Regions from separate parts of the Sus scrofa genome. Here region 1 is linked to region 2. The links are chromatin contacts, called in public Hi-C maps. All regions are on one chromosome and are shown on one strand. Each heading gives the region's core, a stretch centred on a gene start, on an enhancer-like site or on the middle of the called end of the contact. The rest is flanking DNA. Distances are from core to core; before and after follow the strand shown. Region 1 has its middle 62 kb from the start of WEE1. Region 2 overlaps SWAP70 (switch-associated protein 70).

Region 1 (7,445 bases), core at 816-3,315, 200 kb after region 2:
AAAGACATTCTATGAAACCACAATCACCCTAATACCAAACCCAGACAAAGTTCCTGCAAAAAAAGTTACAGGCCAATATATATGATAACTATAGAGGCAAAAATTCTCAACAAAATTTTAGCCAACTGAATCCAACAACATATAAATAGATCACATACCACGACCAGGTGAGATTCATTCCAAATCACAAGGATAGTTCAACATAGGGAAATAAATCAATAACACACACCACATTAAAAAAAGACAAGTCAAAAACCACACAATCATCTCAATAGATGCAGAAAAAGTATTTGACATATACCAGCATGTATTCATGATTAAAAACTTTTACCAAAGTGGGTATCAGGGAACATATCTTCATATAACAAAAGCCATTTATGACAAACCCACAGCCAATATAATGCTCAAAGAGAAAAACTGAATGCCTTCCCTCTAAAATCTGGAATAAGACAAAGGATGCCCATTCTCACCACTTTTATTCAACAAAGTATGGGAAGTCCTAGCTGCAGCAATCAGAAAAGCAAAAGAAATAAAAGGTATCTAAACTGGAAAGGAAGAGGGAAAATTGTCACTCTCTGCAGATGACAGGATACTATATATAGAAAACCCTGAAGACTCCATATAAAAACTGCTATTTCTGATCAATGAATTCAACAAAGTAGCAGGATACAAGACTAACACTCAGAAATCAGTTGCATCTCTGTATACTAACAGTGAAATATTAGAAAACAAATATAAAAATATGATACCTTTTAAAATCACACCTCCCCAAAATACCTAGGAATAAACCTGACCAAAGAGGCGAAAGACTTACATGCTGAGAGCTATATAAAATATTTATCAAGGAAGTTAAAGAGGATTGAAAGAAATGGTAAAATATCCCATGTTCCTGGGTTAGAAGAGTTAATATCATAAAAATGGCCATGCTACACAAAGCAATGGACAGATTCGATGCAATCCCTACTAAGTTACCCATGAGATTTTTCACAGAACTAAAAACTTCCAAAAATTTATATGGAACCACAAAGGACCCTGAATTGCCAAAGAAATCCCGAGGAATAAAAACCAAGCAAGTGGCATTAGCTTCCCAGAAGTCAGCTACAGTAATCAAGACAGTGTGGCACTGGTACAAAAATAGACACACAGACCAATGGAACAGAATAGAGAGCCCAGAAATAAACCCAGACACTTATGGTCAATTAATCTTCAGACAAAGGGGAGAAGAATATAAAATGGGAAAAAGTCTCTTCAGCAAATGGTGCTGGGAAAACTGGACAGCTGCATGTAAATCAATGAAACAAGAACATAACCTCACACCATGCACAAAAATAAACTTGAATTGGCTTAAAGACTTAAATATAAGACAAGACACCCTAAAACTTCTAGAAGGTAAAACATTCTCTGACTTCAACTATAGGCATGTTTTCTTAGGTGGTGGCCTCCATGGCTTTGTGAAAGAAGCTGGGCTTGGAGAGGAAGAAGGGTTCCTGGCCCAACCCCTTGGAGTCCACCAGGTCAGTGGCCACGTATATACCTGTGGTGGAGCCCACCACAGCCATTTGATGAGCCTGAGGCTGAGCCTCAGGCTGATCAAACCAACAAACAGAGGCACAGCACATAGCAAACCAGTCTGCTGAGGTTTCACACAACGCAGTCAATACAGCATCAGGGAACACCACCCCCGCGCCCCAGAAGGGCTAGACTGCCCCTCCACCGCCGCCAAATGGCCCCTGCCAGCCAGTGCTAGCTCCTGGGCCGCCTTGGGCTCCGCCCACCACCGCCGCCTGCAAATCAGCTCCCTGCCCTCACGCCCCCCGCTGGGAGAGGTGGTCTGCGGGCGGAGCGGTGTAGGGGACAGGAGCAAAGGAGTGGGTGGTGAGTGGCGCGGTAGAGGGGCGGGTCCGCCAGCGGGTCAGGGAGCCGAGGGGCGCTTCTGCAGCCGGCTAAGCGGCCTCCTGCCCGCTGGCCCCGCCGCTGCTGCTGCCATCACCGACCCCTGCTGACTGCAAGTGCTCCAGCCTCGCCTGCATTCTTGGGGCGCTCAGCCAGGCCCACGTCTCAGGCGTCTGCCTGCACCGCCCAGGGCCTTGCTCCACCTTCCAGGCCAAGCCTGCATGCAGGCTGCGAACAGCCACTCAGGACAGCCGCATTATCAAGGGAAGTGGGGGGTGGGGTTGCAGCTAAGTCCTAAGGTGCTGCTCTGAGAGTCCCTGGCAAGTTGCACCGGTTCTCCATCCCCCTGCAGCCAAGCCTTGGCCAGCACTGTCTGGGAGAGAGCAATCTGAGCGGACACAAAACTTTTATTTCTAATCAAGGAATTCAGCAAAGTAGCAAGATACAAGATTAACATTCAGAAATCAATTGCATTTATGTATACTAAAAATGAAATATTAGAAAATGTGTATAAAAATATGATACCTTTTAAAATACAACCCCCCCAAAATATGTTACCATTTTCCAACATATGAAATATGAAAACCCAGAGACACTAAAGATAAGATCAAATCTGAAAACTAAATCCTGGCACCAAACTGCATCACAAATATATGCCAACAAGAATTTAGGGCTGTGGCAACTAGAGAATATCACTGATGTATTGTGTTAAAGACTGCAGTTCCAGCAATTAGATGCTAACAGTGTCCCATGTGATATCTAGCCTGTACATTATTTTCCTAAAGTCTTAGGGCATTTGTATAATCAGCTCCAGTCATTTAGTCTTAAGAAAAATAGACAAGACTACATATCTGGACATAAGACATATAAATATGTAAGGGAAAACCATCTATATGACAATATTCTAGGGAGAGCTTTTATTAATCCAAGTTTAATTTACTTATCTATTTTCTTATGAGGGTATGTATATGTATGCTCTTATGTTTCCAAACATAGAAGGGTCAAGAGAAAGGGTCTCTTTGAACTTTTCACAGACTTTGTCCTATGTATCTCTTACTTTGGGTAGGATACTGATCTGCATGCTTATCCCATGATAAATTATAATTGCTAGTGTAGTTTTTGGTAAACTGCTTGAACCCTTTTAACAAATTAGCAAATTAGGTTTTGTGAATTCTTCAGACTTGAAATTTATATCTGAAGTGAGTGCAATATTAGGTATTGTGCTCTCAAACCTCAAAGCATATCTAACTCCAGGTAGTCAGAAATTCCACTCCTAGGTATATACCAACTAGAATTGATGACAGGTATTCAAATAAATACACACAGCTCAATGTTCATAGCAGCACTATTTACAATAGCCATAAAGAAAAATGGCCCAAATGTCCTTCAAAATATCAATGGCTACATTAAATATGGTATATACAGTGAAATATTACTCAACTATAAAAACAAAGTACTAGTATATGGTGTAATGTGGATGAGCCTTGAAAACATTATGCCAAATGAAAGAAGCCAAGCACAAAAATCCCATACTTTATGATTCATTTTATATGGAGTATACAAAATGGGTAAACATTACATATAAACACAAAGAAGACTGGTCATTATCAGGACTTGGGGGCAGAAGAAAGCAAAAAATTCCTTAATAGATACAGCACTTTTTTTGAGGTGATGGAAATATTTTGGAGGTAAGTACAGGTGTGGTTGCACAGTATGGTTTAAATCTACTGACCTTTTTTTCTTTTATAATGGTTAATTTTATATTATGAGAATTTGCTTCAATTAAAGCCAGCTACAAAAGGAAATGAGACTTGATCCTAATTTTTTTTTTTTTTGTCTTTTGTCTTTTTGTTGTTGTTGTTGCTATTTCTTGGGCCGCTCCCGCGGCATATGGAGGTTCCCAGGCTAGGGGTTGAATCGGAGCTGTAGCCACCGGCCTACGCCAGAGCCACAGCAACGCGGGATCCGAGCCGTGTCTGCAACCTACACCACAGCTCACGGCAACGCCGGATCGTTAACCCACTGAGCAAGCGCAGGGACCGAACTCGCAACCTCGTGGTTCCTAGTCAGATTCGTTAACCACTGCGCCACGACGGGAACTCCTTGATCCTAATTTTTATCTTTATTCCTCAGTCTCTGAAGTAATTCATTCAAATTTTTCTAAGGAAAAAAGCTTTCCTCCTTCTAACTAAAATTCTAGGGCTTCCAAGTTCCATGCTATTGATAATTAACAAAAAACAAGTCAGTTAATTCTTCATTTTAACCTTCTATCCCTAGTTTGTTGAGCATTTTTATAAATATTTGCTTAATATCATTAACTATTCTCCACATCTGTTGAGGTGACTGGTATTTCTACTTTATTAATGTGGTGAAATATATTGATAAAATAGAAATGATATACCAAACTTGCATTTTGTTCATTTTTGAATTGCTTTACTTTATTACTGTTACACCATTTATATAATTACATACAATTTCAGTGTATCCATTGCACATATTTTGTTGTTCTTTTCTTTTTTTTTTTTCTATTTTCCAATGAGTGATATGTTGGTGTCTGTGACACAGAATGGATGAGAAACTGGAACTGCATTCAATGAATGCAGGCTTTTTTTTTTTTCCTTCATTTCCACTGACCAATGAACAGAACTACAGATGCACCCAAACCTGGACATGTTTTAACATGTCATAAGAAATCTAGGGGAGCTGAGTAGGATGAGAGAATGTTTGTTCTTCCCAAAAATACCTGGGGCGGAAGCATGGAGTCTTGGTGTGGAGATACATGTGGACAGGCTAAGGGGCCTGTCTGAAAAATGGCATTCATCCGTAGCATTAAAAAAATATATATCAAAATAAGAAAGGCTGTAAATTAAAAAGAAAACTCAGAAAATACTGCCTTCATCAAGATCTGATAGACTTAGCATGGGCTCTGCGGGCAGAGTCAAAATGCTTCATTCCCAGTTCCCCCTTGGAGAAGACGAGATGTTTGGGATCTTAGTGGCAGAGTGCATGTAACAGCAGTTCAGATACAAAGAGAGGTACTGTACTTTCAGACATTTCAGTACTGAAATGGGACATTCAGTGCTGATTGGGAGAGGTGACTGAAGGTATATTAGATATTCCCCCACAAAGACACTATTTGAATTCTCCCCACCCCCTCCCTCCCTCGATGGGACCACATCCCTTTTCTCAGACAATACTTATCATTACTTCCAATTTGAAACCAGTTAGTGTAGGAGAGGAGAGAGACAGAGAGAGAAAGAGAGACAGACAGATCATGGATAAGCTGCATTTTTTTCTCCAGAGTCTTTGTTACTTTGACTCCTATGGTTTGAACTGAATTAGCTCAGGGTCTCAGATTTGACCTCATCTGCGGGGCTGTGGGGGCTTCGGGGGCCGGGCCTTGTGCATGGAACTGGGTGCTTGTGGCTGCTGGGGTCTCTTTGGTGGATGGGGCAGCCTCAGGGCTGCTGGGTTTTGAGTCTGAAGCTGGGGCCCCATCACTTTTCTTCCCCAGCAGAACCTTGGGGAGCCTCAGTCTAGGTGGGTTCCCCTGCCTCCTTGCTCTTGTCATCCTTGGTGGGGCCATGGGCTCCACCATCACCTCAGCCTCCAAAGCCTTGGAGGCTTCACTGCCCGCCCCTGGGCCTAGGCAGCAGCCCCCTCATGCTCAGCATCCCTTGGGGGCTCCTGCTTCCCCTCCAATCCCTCCTTCTGCTCCGTCTCTGCCTTTGGTGCTTCTTCCTTGGCTGCCTAGATGGCATCTTCCTTGCCCTCCTTCACCTCTAGGGTCTCCGCAGCCGCCTGGATCTCATTGTCCTTCGGAGTTCCTTCCTCTTCTGCCCCGGTTCCTTTGGCCTTCTTGTCTTTGTCCTTGGCCTTCTCATCATTCACACTGTACCCCTTCTTCTTCTTGCTCAGCTTGCCTCCTATCTTGGAGTTGGGGTCTGGGTGCCTATACTGCCCCTGGGTGAACAAGGTGCCACCAAGGGGCTTGGGTCAATGGCTTCGCCAAGCTGGATGCCTGGCTGCTGGCTGAGGACCTCTCTCAGGCTCAAAATGTCCATCGACAGAGGAGTGGATCAAGAAGATGTGGTACATATATACACAATGGAATATGTGTATATATATATATACACTCTGACATTAAAAGGAAAGAAATACCGGCATTTTTTGCAACATGGATGGACCTAGAAATTATCATGCTAAGTGAAGTCAGTAAGACAATGAGACACCAACATCAAATGCTTTCACTGACTGACATATGGAACCCGAAAAAAGGCCACAATGAACTTCTTTGCAGAATAGATGCTGACTCACAAACTTTGAAAAACTTATGGTTTCCAAAGGAGACATTTTGGGGGGTGGGGGGATGCGCTGGGGTCGTGAGATGGAAATTCTTTAAAATTGGATTGTGATGATCATTGTACAACTATAAATGTAATAAATTCATTGAGTAATTAAAAAAAAAGGTGGAGTCTGCATCAAATAGAGAGTTGGAGCACTGCTGCAGCCATCGCCACTGCTACTACTCAAAGTTCCACTTTTTTGATTAAATACTTCTTGGATAAGATGTATTATCTTTTTTTTTTTTTTTTTTTTTTTTTTTGCCATTTTAGGGCTGCTTCCCATGGCATATGGAGGTTCCAAGGCTATGGGTCTGATCAGAGCTGAAGACGCCGGCCTACACCAGAGCCACAGCAATGCCAGATCCTTAACCCAGTGAGCAAGGCCAGGGATCAAACCTGAAACCCCATGGTTCTTAGTCAGATTTGTTAACCACTGCACTACAACAGGAACTCTGTATTATCTTTTTTATATATCAAGGAAATGATTTAATGTCAAATATTTGCCTATATATATACTTACTTATTTATGATATACTTCCCTTTAATTTTCTTATCTGGTGATGCTGGCATCATACAATGAACTATAAAATGTTCTTATTCCATGTTTGGGCTAAGATTATGTAGGACTGAAATGACATCATCTCTAATGTGCCATCTAAATGTGATGGCACAGCTATAAATTTATAAGGATTACCTGGAATTTTGATAATAGCAGTAGGAAATAAAGACCAACTATAGCTAGAAAATCACTCTTAGATATTATTACTCAAGCTCAGGAAGATTTTTATGTATTTTGGGTTGGATTTTATCTTTGTACTTAGAATGAAACTTTTTTTTTTCTTCATTTACAGGACTGTCCTTGACCTCAAATGAACCATGGATGTATCTAGGCAGCGATATCCAGGAAACACAAAGCATTGATGTAGGTTCTCCACCACCCCTTCCCCTCTCTGCCCATCACAATTTTATTTTTTCTTTCAGCACCATCTTTTTTTTAAGATGATGAAGTGTAAGGAAGATAAATTGCACAATAAAATACCGTCCCTGGAATACACATGTCTATCATAAGACAATTGTCCAGCACCAACAAATTTCCAGAATTCATGTTACTATTAAACATAATATGAAAATTAGATTTACATAATGTGGTTTATATCCAACTTATAATATTGTCTCTATTAGATGACTCTTTTGTATAGTCTTATT
Region 2 (6,726 bases), core at 2,534-5,033:
GACGAACTTCTCAAAGTTAACTGTACTTGAAAACGGCACTGGTGATTCTTTATAAAGAGAGTCTAACACAAGACAAGGAAAATGAGAAGCTTTATTCCTATCCTAAATCAGTATAAAAGCATAAGTGACTTATACTCATCTTTGTGATGAAAAATTTGTTTTATTTCAAACACGTCAAAGTCGAAAGGTGAGGAGAAACGGTGTTACAGGACTCTTACCTGTTTCAAAACATCTAATATAAGCTCATTAAAAACTTCATTAATTGCCATGGACACCGTCTGCCGATCCATGCCTTTGCTAAACTGTCCATTTCCAATGAGCTCAATCAGTTCCCATGCAGAAAGGCCATCTTTACTGTCATCAAAGTTGATTTTATAATGTTCAAATTGTTCTTGTTGCCAACCTCCTCCCATAGCTTCTGTAAGTTTCTTAAGCAGGTATTCAATCTATATAAAGATTAAAAAAGTATTATTTCCTAGCCAAAAAAATTGTTTTAACTTAGGTATGTATCTTTATTATTTATACTGATATGGTGAATTCAGGAAATATTCTTTTATAATTCCAAAATATGTCTTTAAAGAATGATGATACTACCAGGGAGAAGGATATGGAAAAAATGCTACTGATTTCTATATTACCTTCAAGTAAAGGAATTTTTAAAAAGGAGGACCCCTTTAACAGTACCACGTATTTGTATATAGAACTAAAGCAAACCACACACATACACTATCATACATAAACTGATGTGATCTGATTACCCTCTGCTGAATTTCAACATATCAGAATATTAATTTTACTGAATCAATATTTGTCTTTTGTGTTTTTAGAGCCACACCGCGGCATATGGAAGTTCCCAAGCTAGGGGTCAAATCAGAGCTGTAGCTGTTGGCCTACACCACAGCCACAGCTCGATCTGAGCTGTATTTGCAACCTACACTATAGCTCATGGCAACACTGGATCTTTAACCCACTGAGCAAGGCCAGGATTGAACCCTCGTCCTCATGGATACTAGTCGGGTTCATTAACCACTGAGCCACAAAAGGAACTCCCCTGAACCAATATTGACACACTAAAATAAATAAGCATCTCAAAGCAGTATGTACAAGTTAGTCCTCAATTTACAAATTTTTGAAATTCATGTTGCTTCTTCCCACTAGAACACTGACAATGTTGTAAAGAAGGAGGAATTACTAGCCCAGGCTGGAAAGGCTTATTAAATCCTGAAACACACAGCTGTGTACAGTAAAATAGTAGAAAATACTGCTATTGAGGAGTTCCCATTGTGGTGCAGTGGTTAACAATTCTGACGAGAAACCATGAGGTTGCGGGTTCGATCCCTGGCCTTGCTCAGTGGGTTAAGGATCTGGCATTGCTGTGAGCTGTGGTGTGGGTCACAGATGCGGCTCAGATCCTGCGTTGCTGTGGCTGTGGTGTAGGCCGGTGGCTACACCTCCGATTAGACCCCTAGCCTGGGAACCTCCATATGCCATGGGAGTGGCTCAAGAAAAGGCAAAAAGACAAAAAAAAAAAAAAAAAAAGACAAGAAAAAAAAAGAAAATACTGCTATTGAAATAATAATAGAGAAAACAGTGAGGCAATAATACTGAAAAGAACTAATTTTCTGAAAAGTCTGGGGTAGTCTACATTGTTCTCTCAAACTCAACATGTCCAAAATTGAAAAAATCATCTCTACCTTCCAAATGGCTTGTCCTATTATTGATTTCAATTGGGAGTAACATGATTCATCCATGCCAGGATCCTTTTCCCCAATCCCTTACATCAAATCAGTGACAAAAAGCCTCCTGTTTTGACTTCCCCTTCATAAACCCCGCCCTGGTTCCCTGCCGCCTAAAGGGCACAGGTCAAGTCTCTGTGTCCTCTGGTCCCTGATAAGCATCCCCTGCCTACTACGTCTAGCATGTTTCTGGCCAAGTTCCACTATAGATTTCACACTCCCATACCACCATCACCACAGATCCCAAGCATGCTCTGTAAAGGGCTGGCTAGAAAACAGTTAAGCCTGAGGAGTTCCTGTTGTGGTGCAGTGGAAGGGAACCTGAATAGTATCCATGAGGATGCTGGTTTGATCCCTGGCCTTGCTCTCAGTGGGTTAAGGATCTGACGTTGCCGTGAGCTGTGGTGTAGGTCTCAGATGTGGCTCAGATCCCACATTGCTGTGGCTGTGACGTAGGCCGGCAGCTGCAGCTCAGATTCGACTCCTAGCCTGGGAACTTCCATATGCCGCAGGTGCAGCCCCCCCCCCAAAAAAAACAAATAAAAGAAAGAAAGAAAAGAAAATAGTTAAGCCTGTGCACATCGCTGGTACATGTTCTTCATTTAGGGGTGTTGTTAGCTTGTTTGTTTTAACAACCCTTTAAACATGTAAGAACTATTCTTAGCATGTGGGCTATCCAGAAACAGGCTATGGGCTGCATTCAGCCAGCAAGCTGTAGTTTGCCAATACCTGCTACAGATTAAAGTACTTTACCCATTTAACACACTTTCTTATGCTTCTGTGCCTTTCCCCAAGCTGTCCTGAATGTCTAGATTACCTTTCCCCATTTCTCTACCTGGCTAACTGGTATTTGTTCAAATCCTACATCATCTAGAATATTCCCCCTCAAAGTGGTTCAAAATGTGGAACAGCAGCATTAGCATCACCTGGAAGGCTGTTGGAAATGAAGGATCTCATACTCCCCCCAAAGACCCCAAAAGGAGAATCTGCATTTTAACAGGAATCCCACATATTTCCAGATGCACATTTAAGTTGCAGAAGCTCTGTTCTAGTAAAACTGCTCTGACCCAGGTCAAGTGTTCCTTTTCTATGTCACTGCACTCAGCATACTGTATCAAAGTTACTGCTACACTTAACATAGTGGCCGCTGGCTAATTTTTCCGAATTCCTTTATAGGAGGGATGATGTCCCATTCATTTCTGAACCTCCAGAACTCAGCATTGTACAGAGAATGCAGTGGAGCTCAATTAATGAAACAGAAATAAACTAAGCTAAGCCTCAGTTTTCTCATCTATCAAATGAGCATAATACTCACATAGAACTACTACGGGAATAAAATAGGACAAATACTGAACATTGTGCACAATGTCTGGCCTACTAGGTACTCCATCAATGTTACTTCTTTCTTTCTGGACATTTAAAAGGAGTTCACTCTGTGACAGTGGGCTAAGAATCTGACTACAGTGGTTTGGGTTGCTGTGGAGGTGAGGGTTCAATCGCCGGCCCGGTGTGGTGGGTTGAAGGATCCAGCATTGCTGCAGCTGTGGCGTAGGTAGCAGATGCAGCTCAGATCCAGTGTTGCCATGGCTGTGGCGAAGACCTCAGCTGCAGCTCCGATTCAGCCCCTACCCTGGGAACTTCCATATGCTACAGGTACAGCCATAAAAAGAAAAAAGAAAGAAAGGGAAGAGGGAAGAAGAGAATGGGACAGAAAAGAGAAGACGGTAAAAAAGAAACAAAGAGAAAAAAGAAAGTCAGTTACATAAATGACCAAAGCAAAACACCTTAGAGGCATTATGATGCACAGAAGTTCAGTCTCTCAAGGGCCAAAAAGAAGGCCCATGCTGCCTGATCAATAACCTGGGATAAAGGTTGTATAAGCACTACTAGAAGTTTTAGTAGTGAGGTCACGGGTGTGACCGCATGGACGGAGAGGATGACAACAAGTAGGCGTGACAAGCTGTTGCATTCAACGGACCATTAGCAGTAGTCCAAGTCAGGAAATAGCTTTGACTTTTCCTCACCCACCCCTGGGAATGAACTCGGGCCCCTCACACTCGGAGCTTCAATTCCTCGTAGTTTTTCACAATGTTTCCTGGTAGAAGCAAGCTCAGCTGTAGAGGCAGCTTCCCAGGCTCATCCTGAACCTTCTGAAGGTGCTCTCCCCAACCCTTCAGAGTCTGCCACCAGCACCCAGCATCTGCTCAGCATTTCCAGGGACTGCAGAGCAACTAATCGAGATTCACTTCCTGTTGACTTCAAACACAAACATATACTTATCATAACCAAATAACTTACGGACCTCTTAGTTCATTCTGTTGGGCCAAGGGGAGACAAACATTCCCATTCTCAACTATTGGAGTATACTAAATAATAAACCACGTGCTGCTGTGTTGGTCTGAGTGGGCTGCATCAATTCTAAGAGCTCATTCAGTTTCAGGAAGCAGCTTACTTCCTCCTTCCAAGGCTAGTTGAACCAAAAATAACAAAGAATAAACTTTCGAGCTGCATGTGGTTTTTCAGGCCTCTGGCTCCAAAATTAACTTGTTAAAAGTTCTTTCCCTATAATGATGAAAGAAGGCCTTTAATGACTAATAACAGTTCGGACTTTATTATACTAAAGATCGCCTAAAACTATTTCAGGTTTTGATATTTAATTGCATAAAGGCAATTCTTCCAAATAAGCAATGGTCACGTCCTGTTTTGTTCTTGGCACTGTAGGAAATGTATACTAATGTAAAAACTACACTTCACAGACACGCATTTTCAGGAATATCATTTGACAAAAATTACATAACCATCTCAAATGGTGACATGCTATTTCTTGACATTTGTATAGGAAGTCACTTTATTTATTCATTATTTTTGATACTACTTTCTAGGTGGTGGGAAACTGAATCAAAAGCAAACTTATTTATACCACCTGTTATTCACATAACTACCACTTATATCTTCCATAGTATTAATTAAAGTTGGAGGATAAAGTCTGAAGTAATGAAAAAAATTAATAAAAATTTAAAAAAGAGAAACACTTTGGACTTAAAATGCAAATAATTATTATGATAAATGACTGAAAACCTAAAAATTGCTTTAAATTAACAAAACCTAAAAATTTTTAGTAATAGGACAAAACAAACTCATGTCAAGTTGAGACATACTTCAAAATTTATTTTTAAATGTATCTGTTTTCATACCAACTTTCATTAAAATCTGTAAGTCTAAAACTAGTTGAAAATACCGTTTTTTTTTTTAAATACTATTAAAGTATTTAGGAAGGAAGCAAAATCTAAGAAAGAATGGACACCTTAAAGAAACACTCTAGTGTTTTTCACAAAATGTGTGACCTTGAATTTTCAGTGATTGAGCAAAGGCCAGGAGATGTGCTAAGAGCTCAATAAATACAAGGCCATATTTTAAACCTTAGGAGGCTGGTTCAACAGCCAGACAAAGCAATTCCACATAAATCTGTTTGTATAATCCCTTCTTTCCCCACAGAAGTACTCCTGAATAATCTCTACAACTCACTCTAATTCCACTTCTAATCAGAAGAAATGCTGAAGGAGTTAAGGACTTCAAAACAACAGAATAGGGAGTTCCTGTTGTGGCTCAGTGGGTTACGAACCTGACTAGTATCAATGAGGATGTGGGTTTGATCCCTGGCCTTGCTTAGTGGGTTAAGGATCTGGCATTGCCACAAGATGCAGCTCAAATCCCGAGTTGCTGTGGTTGTGGTGTAGGCCAGCAGCTGTAGCTCCAATTCCACTCCTAGCCCAAGAACTTCCGCATGCCGAGGGTGTGGCCAAAAAAGAAAAACAAACAAACAAACACAGTAAGTCCAAACAATGACATGACAAGGTATGCTCCCTGGCTATCCTGACTAGGCAAAAAGAGGCTATTCTCAAATGAGATTAACTTGTTTAGGAGAGGACCAGAAATTCCTGATAGCCTGAAAAGACAAAGGCAAGCAAGCTTGGAGCCTTGGCTTGGGCTCTAGGTGGGAACATAAAGTCATGGCCCACATCAAGTCTTATGTGGGTCTCAGTTTTGCAGGTCACCTGGAGCAGCAATGTTTCGAGTGTCTTAAGCACAGGAGTCAGGAAGCTGATACTGACTGGCTCTCTCCACAGCCTGTGACCCAGTGATGATGTAAAATCAAAGACAAGGAGCTCCCTTGTGGTGTGGCAGATTAAGGATCAGGTGTGGTCACTGCAGTGGCTCGGGCTGCTACTGTGGCATGGGTTTGATCTCTGGCACAGGAACTTCCACAAGCCACAGGGGCAGCCAATAAATACATAAGTAAATAAAGCCAGTGACAAGACCTTCACGTCAAGTAAGGGCTGCTTCGAGGAATAAGGTAAGTCTCCTTGCTCACTAATTTCTAATTCTGAAATCAGGACAAAGTCACTTTCAAGTCCACCATGAATATTTTAGTGATGGAAAGAACCAAAAGATGACAAGAGACCCACCCCATCTCCAGTTCCAAAGAAAACACAAATTTTGAACACTGGGTGTAATTACAAAATGCCTTTAAAAATGGAGTTCCCCTAGAGGTTCAGCAGAAACAAATCTGACTAGTATCCATGCCGATCCAGGTTTAAACCCTGGCCTCACTCAGTGGGTTAAGGATCCGGTGCTGCTATGAGCTGCGGTGTTGGTCACAGATGTGGCTCGAATCTGGCTGTGGCATAGGCCGGTGGCAGGGGCTCCAATCTGACCCCTAGCCCAGGAACCTCCATATACCTCAAGTGCAACCCTAAAAAGACCAAAAAAATAAGTCTTAAGAAAAAGACACTAGCAATTTTACTAACGAATTCTTCCAACAGCAGCTAGGTTTTTAAAATACCACTGGTACATCTTTTTCGACATCTAGCAATATTCTATTCCCTTCTACTTCTTTTTTCTTTATTTTTTTCCACTGTACAGCATGGGGACCAAGTTACACATACATGTATACATAATTTTCCTCCCATTGTCCTGTTGCGATGTAAGT

What was found. Hi-C and Micro-C count contacts between places; a contact is called where the count stands out from the background.
Region 1: a Hi-C map of retroperitoneal adipose tissue shows a contact between it and region 2, with 1.7 times the contacts expected there. The contact joins two enhancer-like sites. A contact is called at or near these places in 10 of 47 Hi-C or Micro-C datasets (alveolar macrophages, embryonic fibroblasts, fetal heart ventricle and 7 more).

Annotation. Positions count from the first base shown.
Region 1 is chr2:49,953,211-49,960,655 of Sscrofa11.1, forward strand. It overlaps the pseudogene LOC110259568. Among named protein-coding and RNA genes, the nearest start is that of WEE1, 62 kb to the left of the region's middle. Within about 2 kb of position 2,066, at least 20 of the 83 cell types and tissues checked have an H3K27ac peak or open chromatin away from gene starts, as enhancers often do. A contact at or near this core is called in retroperitoneal adipose tissue, where this site is marked.
Region 2 is chr2:49,746,903-49,753,628 of Sscrofa11.1, forward strand. SWAP70 (switch-associated protein 70) reads right to left here. Exons shown (of 12, transcript XM_003122981.6): 4 at 219-446. Among named protein-coding and RNA genes, the nearest start is that of SWAP70, 55 kb to the right of the region's middle. Within about 2 kb of position 3,784, at least 20 of the 83 cell types and tissues checked have an H3K27ac peak or open chromatin away from gene starts, as enhancers often do. A contact at or near this core is called in retroperitoneal adipose tissue, where this site is marked.